2 separate regions of the Mus musculus genome follow, and region 1 is linked to region 2. A link is a contact called in public Hi-C data. All regions are on one chromosome and are shown on one strand. The core of a region is the stretch at or near the end of the contact, and the rest is flanking DNA. Distances in the headings are between cores, read along the strand shown. Region 1 has its middle 95 kb from the start of Gm24066. Region 2 has its middle 130 kb from the start of Gm22673.

Region 1 (4,654 bases), core at 1,715-4,214, 4.8 Mb before region 2:
ACTCATCAAAACCCACAGCAGTCTGCTGTCACTGGGGCCTTTTGGCTAATGCTATCAGTTCATGTGCCCTGAGAGATGCTGAGGAGTCAGTGCAGATGTTACTTATGGCCATTTACTGCCCAGAAGAACACAGCCAATATTTGTTTCTCTGTGCTTTTTTTTTTTTTTTAATAGAATGCAGTTCCAAACTCTTGAAACTGTCTGCTTTATAGCAGTGTTGGAGAGACTCTGTTTTTCTATTAGGAAGGGATTTTCCTTCTTCAAGAACTAAAGTTTAATTGTCAGCTCTGACCTTTCATACCTTAATGCATCAAATGTGTTAATTTATCATGGAAATATTCAAGGACAAGTATTACCTTGCTAATGTAGAGCTTCAGTATAAACTCTGTAGAAAACAGCTTCATAAGAATTGGTATCACTGACATGTCAGTTTGATTACAAGGTATACCTATGAGCTTATTGGATGGAAATATTTTGACATTGTTCACCTAGTTAGAGGATATGATTTGGGCTTAGTATGCTTTATCAAGTATGACAATAAATAGTCAAAATTATACCTTTCTTTCCACCATACCAAACTAACTGGCTTTATGGAAACTTCCAGTTTGTGATACTAAGGATAGTCCAAACTGAGGAGAAGGCAGACTATCACACTTTCAAGATATGTAAGTTCTGGCCTTGTAGGGTGGAGATGAAGAAACAACCTGGCTGTGGAATCCATTAATTTCTTTCACTGGAGTCTGAAGCCCCATAGAGACTCAATAGAAGTTATATCTGCTATTTCAGAACCTCGATTCCCTTTAAAATGTCCCTTAATTATGGAAATATTTTGTTTTCCTAAGCTAGTCTTAATTATCATTTTTATTCTTTAAATTTTGGCTTCTTCCTTTGGCTCTGTCCTCTGGTCAGGAAACCCACATCCATTGGTGTTCTTTATCTCCCACTGATACTCTGCAGTCTTTCAGGAACCCAAATCACATTTCTATTCTCTGAGTCCTTAAAACCCTAGAACTCCTTTTTACGTTTTGCTTTTCCACTTGGGTACCCAAGCAGACTTCCTCATGCTCCTATACTGTCCTGATTGCCAAGGCTGTCTATATCTGACAACTTTATTCCTTGGAAATAGCTGTCTACTTCCCCCCCCCCCCTATCTTCAAAGTTTTCTAGAGCAGTGTCTTGCCTTATATATAGTTTCACAACTCTTGCTTATGAATTCTAATTAATTTTATCATTAACTTCCTTGTTTCTTCTACCTGTCATGAAAACTAGAGTAAATTGTATCTCCAAACTATTTTTCAATTATTACTTTATTGCCACTGCCAGACTCATCTCAATCAAGTGGAGACATCCATGTCCACTTCAATTCAAAGATTCCTGAGCTCTCACTAGAGGGTGGACAAAATTCTCTGCTATGCAGGTAGGCAGATCAATCAGAGTTAGACTTGGAACATTGTAAGTCTTGACTAAGGCTGGGCATGGTTAGGATAAGGATGTTAGGGCTGGGCAGGGTCTCAAGAAGCATTAACACCTCCAGCAGTCATGGTGGGCAACTTTTAAAAGATCTTCATTTATAACTGTGTGTGTGTGTGTGTGTGTGTGTGTGTGTGTGTGTGTGTGTGTACAACTAGTGTACCTTGGGTCTTGAGTAGAAGTCACAGGCAACTTGTAGGAGTTGAATTCTTTCACCAAGGTGGGTCTGAGGGTTTACACTCAGATCATTAGGCTTTGTAGCCAGCATCTTTACCCACAGAGACTTCTTACTGTACTGATAAGAAGACGTCTAATGTTAACGTTCCAAAGAGTGACATAAAAATAGGTATAATTATCAGAAAATATCATTATATCCTCTATTACATTTTTTTTCATGTACTACAAATACTAAACCAGACAGATAAAAACCCTTCATATATATATTAATTTTACTTAAAACATTCCACATTTGAGCTGTAAGGGGAAAGTATTAGCCATGGGAATTAACAAAGTAGGTCATATCTGACTCTTACTGAAGATATTTTTGGTTCAAGGCAAAAATTTCAGGCTCTATGGGAAAGGAGTGGAGTGAAAGTGAACGGATATTTTTTCCTTACTGCCTTCAAGGGCAGTCTTCATTGCCAAGACAGTGTTTGATCAACCCATCTATTGTGAATAGTTCAGGAGACTCACACAGGATAGCAAAGTTCAACATGCCAGGGCATGCGATGTTTCCTTGCATTGAGATTACAAATAATACTTTCAGAATCCCATAAAGTATGCAAAGATCCTTAGGGTTTTCCTTGAGTGAGTCTGTGGACATTTATGGAGATTATCTTTAACTCCTGCAGTCTTGCCAAAGAAAGTCCTGTTGCTCAAATCTTCTGATTCATTCTGAGGTGCTGTCTTCTAGTTTGTATTCTACCAGGTGATTCTGTTGTGCTGCCAAGCTCTGTGGAATTTTCTCCCTCCCTTCCTGCCCTTCCCTTCCCTTCCCTCCCCTCCCTTCTCCCCTCCTCCAGTCACGCCTCCAACAGTTCAACACTGAGCATGAAATTAGAAGAGTTTGCTCTTCTGACCTAAATAACCATAATCAATTCAAAGACTGCCAATCAGCCCCCCTCAATGACCAGGTCAACACAGCATTTGGTGGCATGACCCTGTTGTCATAGGGCCTTTGTATGAATAAAACAAACTCCTCTTCCTTATAAATACAGGAGGAGTTTTCTATTACTACAAATTGGTTTAAGGCTGCAAGGCAGGAGGGCTTCCATTAATAATGTTAGGATGTGGAGTTCTCATCTCTCCTTTGAATGCACTCATGGCATTACTGATTAGGAATGGATTTCAGGCTAGTGTTTGGGATCATGTATAACAGAATGTATATCACCCTTCATCTTCATTGTGGGCATTAATTTTCATGTATAAGAATCCTACTTGCATTGGGTGAGTATGCTCAGTTGGTGGCAGCAATGTTCTTTTACTGAAAAATTTGAGGCCTTAGATATTTTGAAGAAAAACAGGGAACAAAGCAGGATGTATAATGACATCCATGTTTTCTGTTAACCTGCAGAACTATAAATTTATTACATGTGCTCAGGAAAAAGCAGAGAAGATTTCTTGCTGTCTCTGTGTAAATCTAATCCCCTAAATATGTCTTTTGTTTTCAAATGCAGAAGTAGTGTATGTCTCAGCTTCAGGTTGTAATCCAAAAGGAGGGTGGGCATCTGAGGATTTATTGTTGGTTGTCATGTAAATTTATTAAAGTAGGAGCTTTGATCTTGAAATACAACCAGACAAGATTAATGATTTAACGTCTGGGGAAATCAAGTATGTGATGCTATGAATAGATAAGGAAGGTTTTACAAATTCATATTGGCAGAGATAAAAATTCAGTGTTGGGTAGGAAAGATGGCTCAGCTGGTCCAGATGCTTGCTATGTAAGCCTGGCCTCCAGAGAGGAATCCTCAGAATGTGTACAAAGATGGAAGGAGTTAACCAAAGTTACTACATCGTTCTCTGACCTCCACACATGTACGTGGCACACACTCACTCAATTCGCACTCATGTCTTAGACACATGCATGGACATATGCACACATGTACAGATTACTTAAAAATCAGGATTTAAAAGACTAGTTTAGAATTTATTTTAATGGCAACTATAAGAAGAGTAAAGGAATACATGGTGGAAGATAACATATAGACTATCATAGTTTGTAAGCAATAAAGAGATAGAAGTGAATAAACAGAAGTGAAATGGTAATTAGAATGTCAGCAGTATAGAAAGATAGCAACGTGAATTGTGCTTTTGCTTTGGTGGTGATCATTCAGGGGTAAATGGAAAATTGAACCGTAAACTGGCCCAGGGATTGTCTTACTATTGTTTGCTTATTGTGTTTTCTAGCATATGAAATGATTCCTTCTCTTAGGCATGACTCTCATGACATCATCACTTTGAGAGGTGTGTAGGGAACTTGTTATATAAATGGTACTCAGGGAGCTTACTGGCCTACTGCATAATGTGACCAGGGGACATTGAACTCCTAATGAGAAACCAGTATTTAATAAAAAGGTAGAAGTACTCTAAGTTAGCAGTTTAGAATATTGAATATAGGTTGCTAGATATTTTACCCTAGTGCTAAGCATTAGAATATCTGATGATTCATAATATTGCTAAATGGAAGACCAATCCAGGAAGTTTAATCCTTTTAAATCCCTTTTCTACATTGTTTCAATTTCACAAAGGTTTTGAGTGAAACATTTTTATGTTCTATTTAGCAACAAGTTTTTCTTTAGATCACTAATTGTGTTATGTTAAAAATGATTACAGATATTGAATGTTTATTTATTGACCTCAAAATACATAAATGTTGAAGTAGCAATCTACAGTTTATCCAGCATGAACTGTAGCCAATGGACACCATCAAAGTTGAACACTCTAGGTTAAAATTTCAAAGTAGTTTGGAATGTAACTGTGTAAATCCCATTTTGAGTAAAGGGATTTTCCAAATGAGATGCTGTTCCACTTCTATGATTTTGAGAGCATGCCCTAAAAACACTCTTCCCATCCCTGTCATCATATTGTCAGTCAGATCAAAGTTTGTCTCTTCTTTCTTTTTCAATTTTGAAAATACAGTGAAGCTGTCGGAGTCTATGAACATAAACATTTTACCCAGGGAATG
Region 2 (4,311 bases), core at 1,477-3,976:
CTCAGAATACCCAAGATACAATTTGCAAAACACAAGAAACTCAAGATGATCATTTCTTAATGACAGGAAAAAAAAAACATGAATGATGACTGTGATTCTCTACTATGCACCGGATTAAAACTGGAACAATATTGCCCTCAGATTACCATGTCATTAAAGCACAGACCCCAAAGAATTTGTCTTTACAGTTTTGTGAAGAATATTACAATCCCAATAACTAATCTGTTTACCTTACCCTGAAAATATATTCACAATTACAGTCCTTGTGGGTGATAAGACTCTGCAGAGTTAGCTAATCCGTGTGTCTACCAGTGTTAAACTAGATGCAGCATCGCCGAGTCTTTAAGTTTGATTTATATGATTTAGAAAAAAAAAAAACCCACATTCTGTTTCATGTTTAAGCATGGGACTCTATATTTTTATTCTTCCCAGTGAGAAAAATGAAATAAAACATTAGGCACAAGTCTGTGGAGTCAGGGGTTCTACTCCAAAAGCCAACTGGCAACTACAAGTTATGATAAACTAGCTTTCTTATTCTTCTTAGGGATACAATGTAATGTTTGGTCTTCAAGAGCTACTGTGATAAACCGGGAAGAGCTTCCTTTCCCTTAGATGGAATTCCGGTTCCATTTCTAAGCGCCCAGTCACAGCCTGCTGCTGACCAGGCATTTCCTTAGTGGTCCTCTAGGGAAAGCAATGGCCCCATAACCATTTAATTCTCTCCAATCCTCATACTTTCTCAATTGGTGTGTTTATCTCTTTTAGTTACTTTCTGGATAAAATACAAATGATTTAAAACAATTGATTTGTGAACCTGAAATGGACAACGTCATGAGTTACTGGAATCTAAGTATTTAACTAATGCCTTCTAATATATTGTTAACTGGCTATGCAGAAACAACAGGTTAGCTAAGTTCAAATTCTAGAAATTTAAATTTTAAGACTAAATAAACTACAGAGTGTTGATTATGTAGAATACAGACATGTTTTAAGCCAGAAATATATCTAGGCTATCTAATATCTATGATTTTTAATTCCATAACTTGCCTGAGAGATTTTTTTAAATATATATCAACCAAGCCACAAACCCAAATAAAGAAGCCTTTGGTGGAAAATTTTTTAAGTCTATATTTTCCTAAGAATGTTCAATTTATTCTATCTTTTAAAATAACTCCAAGATTAAACAAGAAGCTAATGTTTTCAATGACTTTTAGCACAAAGTATAAAAATAGAAGAGAGGGGCTTTTGGAAGAAAATAAAAGCCCACTTATCTTCCTCTTTGAAAGGGGAGGGGAATCTAAGAGGAAAGACAATGTTAGAGAGACAATGTTGTTATTTGTCTAAGATCCTACAGAGAAACCTCTCACAGATGCTTAAATCTGCACCCGGACCTCATGTTGGTCTCAGTGTCAGTGCACAGAGACAATGATTCCAGAGCACAAACCCCAGAGTTATTTAGAAGTTCAGCATCATCAAGAATAAGCCTGGGTCCAATCTTCACTCCAAGCACCATTCCGACAAGGCAATAGATATAGATAGATACATAGATAGATAGATAGATAGATAGATAGATAGATAGATAGATAGACAGACAAACATGCAAGCCAGGTATGGTGATGCACATCATTAATCACAGCATCGGGGAAGCAGAGACAGGCAAATCTCTGTGAGTTGGAAGCCAGCCTGATTTATAAAACAGAGTACCAGGACAGCTTCTAGGCTCTGCCCCACAGTTACCTGGCAACAGCCAGGTATGCCTGACTCACTATAAAAGGGGCTACTTGCCCCATCCTCACCCTCTTACTCTCTTATTCTCTCTGTTCCTTCTCTCTCCCATTCCCCTCCCACCTCCATGTGTTCCTGGCTGGCCTCTCCTCCCTCTCTGTCTATCTCTCTATCGCTGTCTCTCTGTCTCTATCTCTGTCTCTCTCTCTCTGTCTCTGTCTCTCTCTCTCTCTCCCTCCCTCCCTCCTTTCCCGCCTCTCCCTGCCTTTCTCTATCTCTACTCCAACCTCAACTCCCCTCCCCATGCCCTAAATAGACTCTATTTTATACTATATCTGTCATATGGCTGGTACCTCAGGGGGAAGGGATGCCTCAACATGGGCCAGCAGAGGTACCCCCTTCCACCTCACCATACTGTGCCTCAACCAAACATGTCCTGGTTCTTTCTTTCTTATTTATAAAACACAGCAACAGCCAAGATTGTAGCACAGAAAAACTAGATAGATAGATAGATAGATAGATAGATAGATAGATAGATAGATAGATTGCATAAAACAGGAAGAAAACATTGTTTCAAATGAAAACTAATCTATGTCATCATGATTATAAGAATTTCAGACTAGTCAGAGGGAGGAGCTTAAGACTTCAAATCTGTAGCAGTCAGGGGAAATAACATTCATGACTGTACATTTTAACAGTATATCAGATTGCCATTTCTAATTACTTGAATCGTTGTGAGTACCCACTTTTATTTTTAGTCACTCTTTGTCCTTGATTGGAGAATCCCTCGGATACAGAGGCAAGCAGATGCATTATGAATGGAGGAATTGTTCTTAAGCTCAGATTTATTCTTAGATTTTTCACAGGGAAAACGCATATTTAACGTTTTGTCATACCTTTATAGGTCAATTGCATAATGCTTCATGTACACTTCATCTGAAGATGAACATTTAATGGAATGTGTCAAGAATTCCCTTCTCTAGCTTGGAGTTAGCTTTAAAATGCCATCATAACTACAAGGATGCCACCATGTGGCCGAAGGGTGCTTTCTTGAAAGCTGTATAGCATAACCTAAAGGGTAATAATGTAGAAAATGAACAATTTAAAATCCAGATTTCCTGAGTGAGATTCTGATATTTATCAGACCTTATAGTCTGCTTTTGCCTTACTTATAATTCTCTATTTAATTGACAAGTGCCCAATTCATCTGCAATGTAATTCGTTTCACTTTTACTGCATTCTCAATTCCAGCTGTCACAGAAGCAGAACAATCGCTGCTAGGGCCTTTACTGTGAGAGGAGACTCATTATAATAATAATAATGATTTATGTGTAAGATAAAGGCATCTAAAGAATCCTTATGCCCTTCAAACATATATTCATAGTAAAGCAATTCCTACTCCACTCTTCAACCCTTTGGACAATTGCTTAGCCGTCCTTTTGTCAATACTAATGAACCACTGTGTGTTTTTTCTTTTTATATCGTTATTAGACAATTAAAGGCACGCTGAACGATGCACTTTCTAAAAATGACAGTCCAGAGTAGTATAGATTTTTAGAAAAGCAGCAGAAGTGGGTCACTTTAACAAAGGAAATTCTGCTGCAAGTGGATCTCGAAGAACGTGTACCTGTTATCCTCTGTATCAAAATAACCAATTTCAAGCACTCAATGAATCTTTTTCATTAAAGCAACTTGAAACTGCTATTATTAGAATGTCATTACAGGAAACTCCAAATGCTACTGCCAGTCATCTAAAGTTCAGCAAAATGGAATCAAAGAACAGAGCCAGAGTGCATTCATCTCAAAACTCAGTCTTGAGATTCAAAGGCAAGGTGTTTGCAGTAGCTTGAAGGTAAATGACCTGCAGGCTCTATGGTGGTTTGATAAATATGACCTCCAAGATTTCTGTGTGCTTGGCTCATAGGGAGTAGCACCATTAGGAGGTATGGCCTTCTTGGCATAGCCTGACCTTGTTAAAAGAATTGTGGCAATGTTGGGATGGGCTTTGAGGTCTCCTATGCTCAAGCCCTGCCCAGTGTGGAAGACAGTCCCCTTTTCCTTCCAGCAATCAAGATGTAGAACTCTCAGCTCCTTCTTCACCACCATTTCTACCTGCATGCTGCTGTACTTCCCACCATGATGATAATAGACTAAACCTCTGAAACTGCAAGCCAGCTTCAATGAAATGTTTTCCTTTGTAAGAGTTGCCTTGGTCACAATGTCCCTTCAAAGCAATAAAATTTTAACTAAAGTAGGTTCATATGTCTGAATGCTTGGTACAGAGTTAGAGGAATTCTTTGGAACAGATTACTAAGTGTGGCCTTGTTGGAGGAGGTGGGTGTGCCACTGCGGTTGGCTTTGAAGTTTCAAAATCCCAAACCATTGCTATTAGCTCCTTCTTTGTCCTGTGCTTGTGGATCACATGTGGCTTTCTTTCACCTCCCTGCCTGCTGTGCCTACTGTCATGCTTCCGGCCATGATGGCCATGGACTCTCCCTGTGAAACTGTAAGCATGCTTTCATGCTTTATTCTACGTGTTGCCTTGGTCATGATGTTCTGTCACAGAACAGAACAGTAGCTAAAACA

The links. Hi-C and Micro-C count contacts between places; a contact is called where the count stands out from the background.
Region 1: a Hi-C map of cortical neurons shows a contact between it and region 2, with 4 times the contacts expected there. The contact joins two enhancer-like sites. A contact is called at or near these places in 3 of 484 Hi-C or Micro-C datasets (cerebral cortex and cortical neurons).

What each region holds. Positions count from the first base shown.
Region 1 is chr12:64,639,516-64,644,169 of GRCm38.p6, reverse strand. No RefSeq gene overlaps it. Among named protein-coding and RNA genes, the nearest start is that of Gm24066, 95 kb to the left of the region's middle. Within about 2 kb of position 2,964, at least 4 of the 459 cell types and tissues checked have an H3K27ac peak or open chromatin away from gene starts, as enhancers often do. A contact at or near this core is called in cortical neurons, where this site is marked.
Region 2 is chr12:59,796,671-59,800,981 of GRCm38.p6, reverse strand. No RefSeq gene overlaps it. Among named protein-coding and RNA genes, the nearest start is that of Gm22673, 130 kb to the right of the region's middle. Within about 2 kb of position 2,726, at least 5 of the 459 cell types and tissues checked have an H3K27ac peak or open chromatin away from gene starts, as enhancers often do. A contact at or near this core is called in cortical neurons, where this site is marked.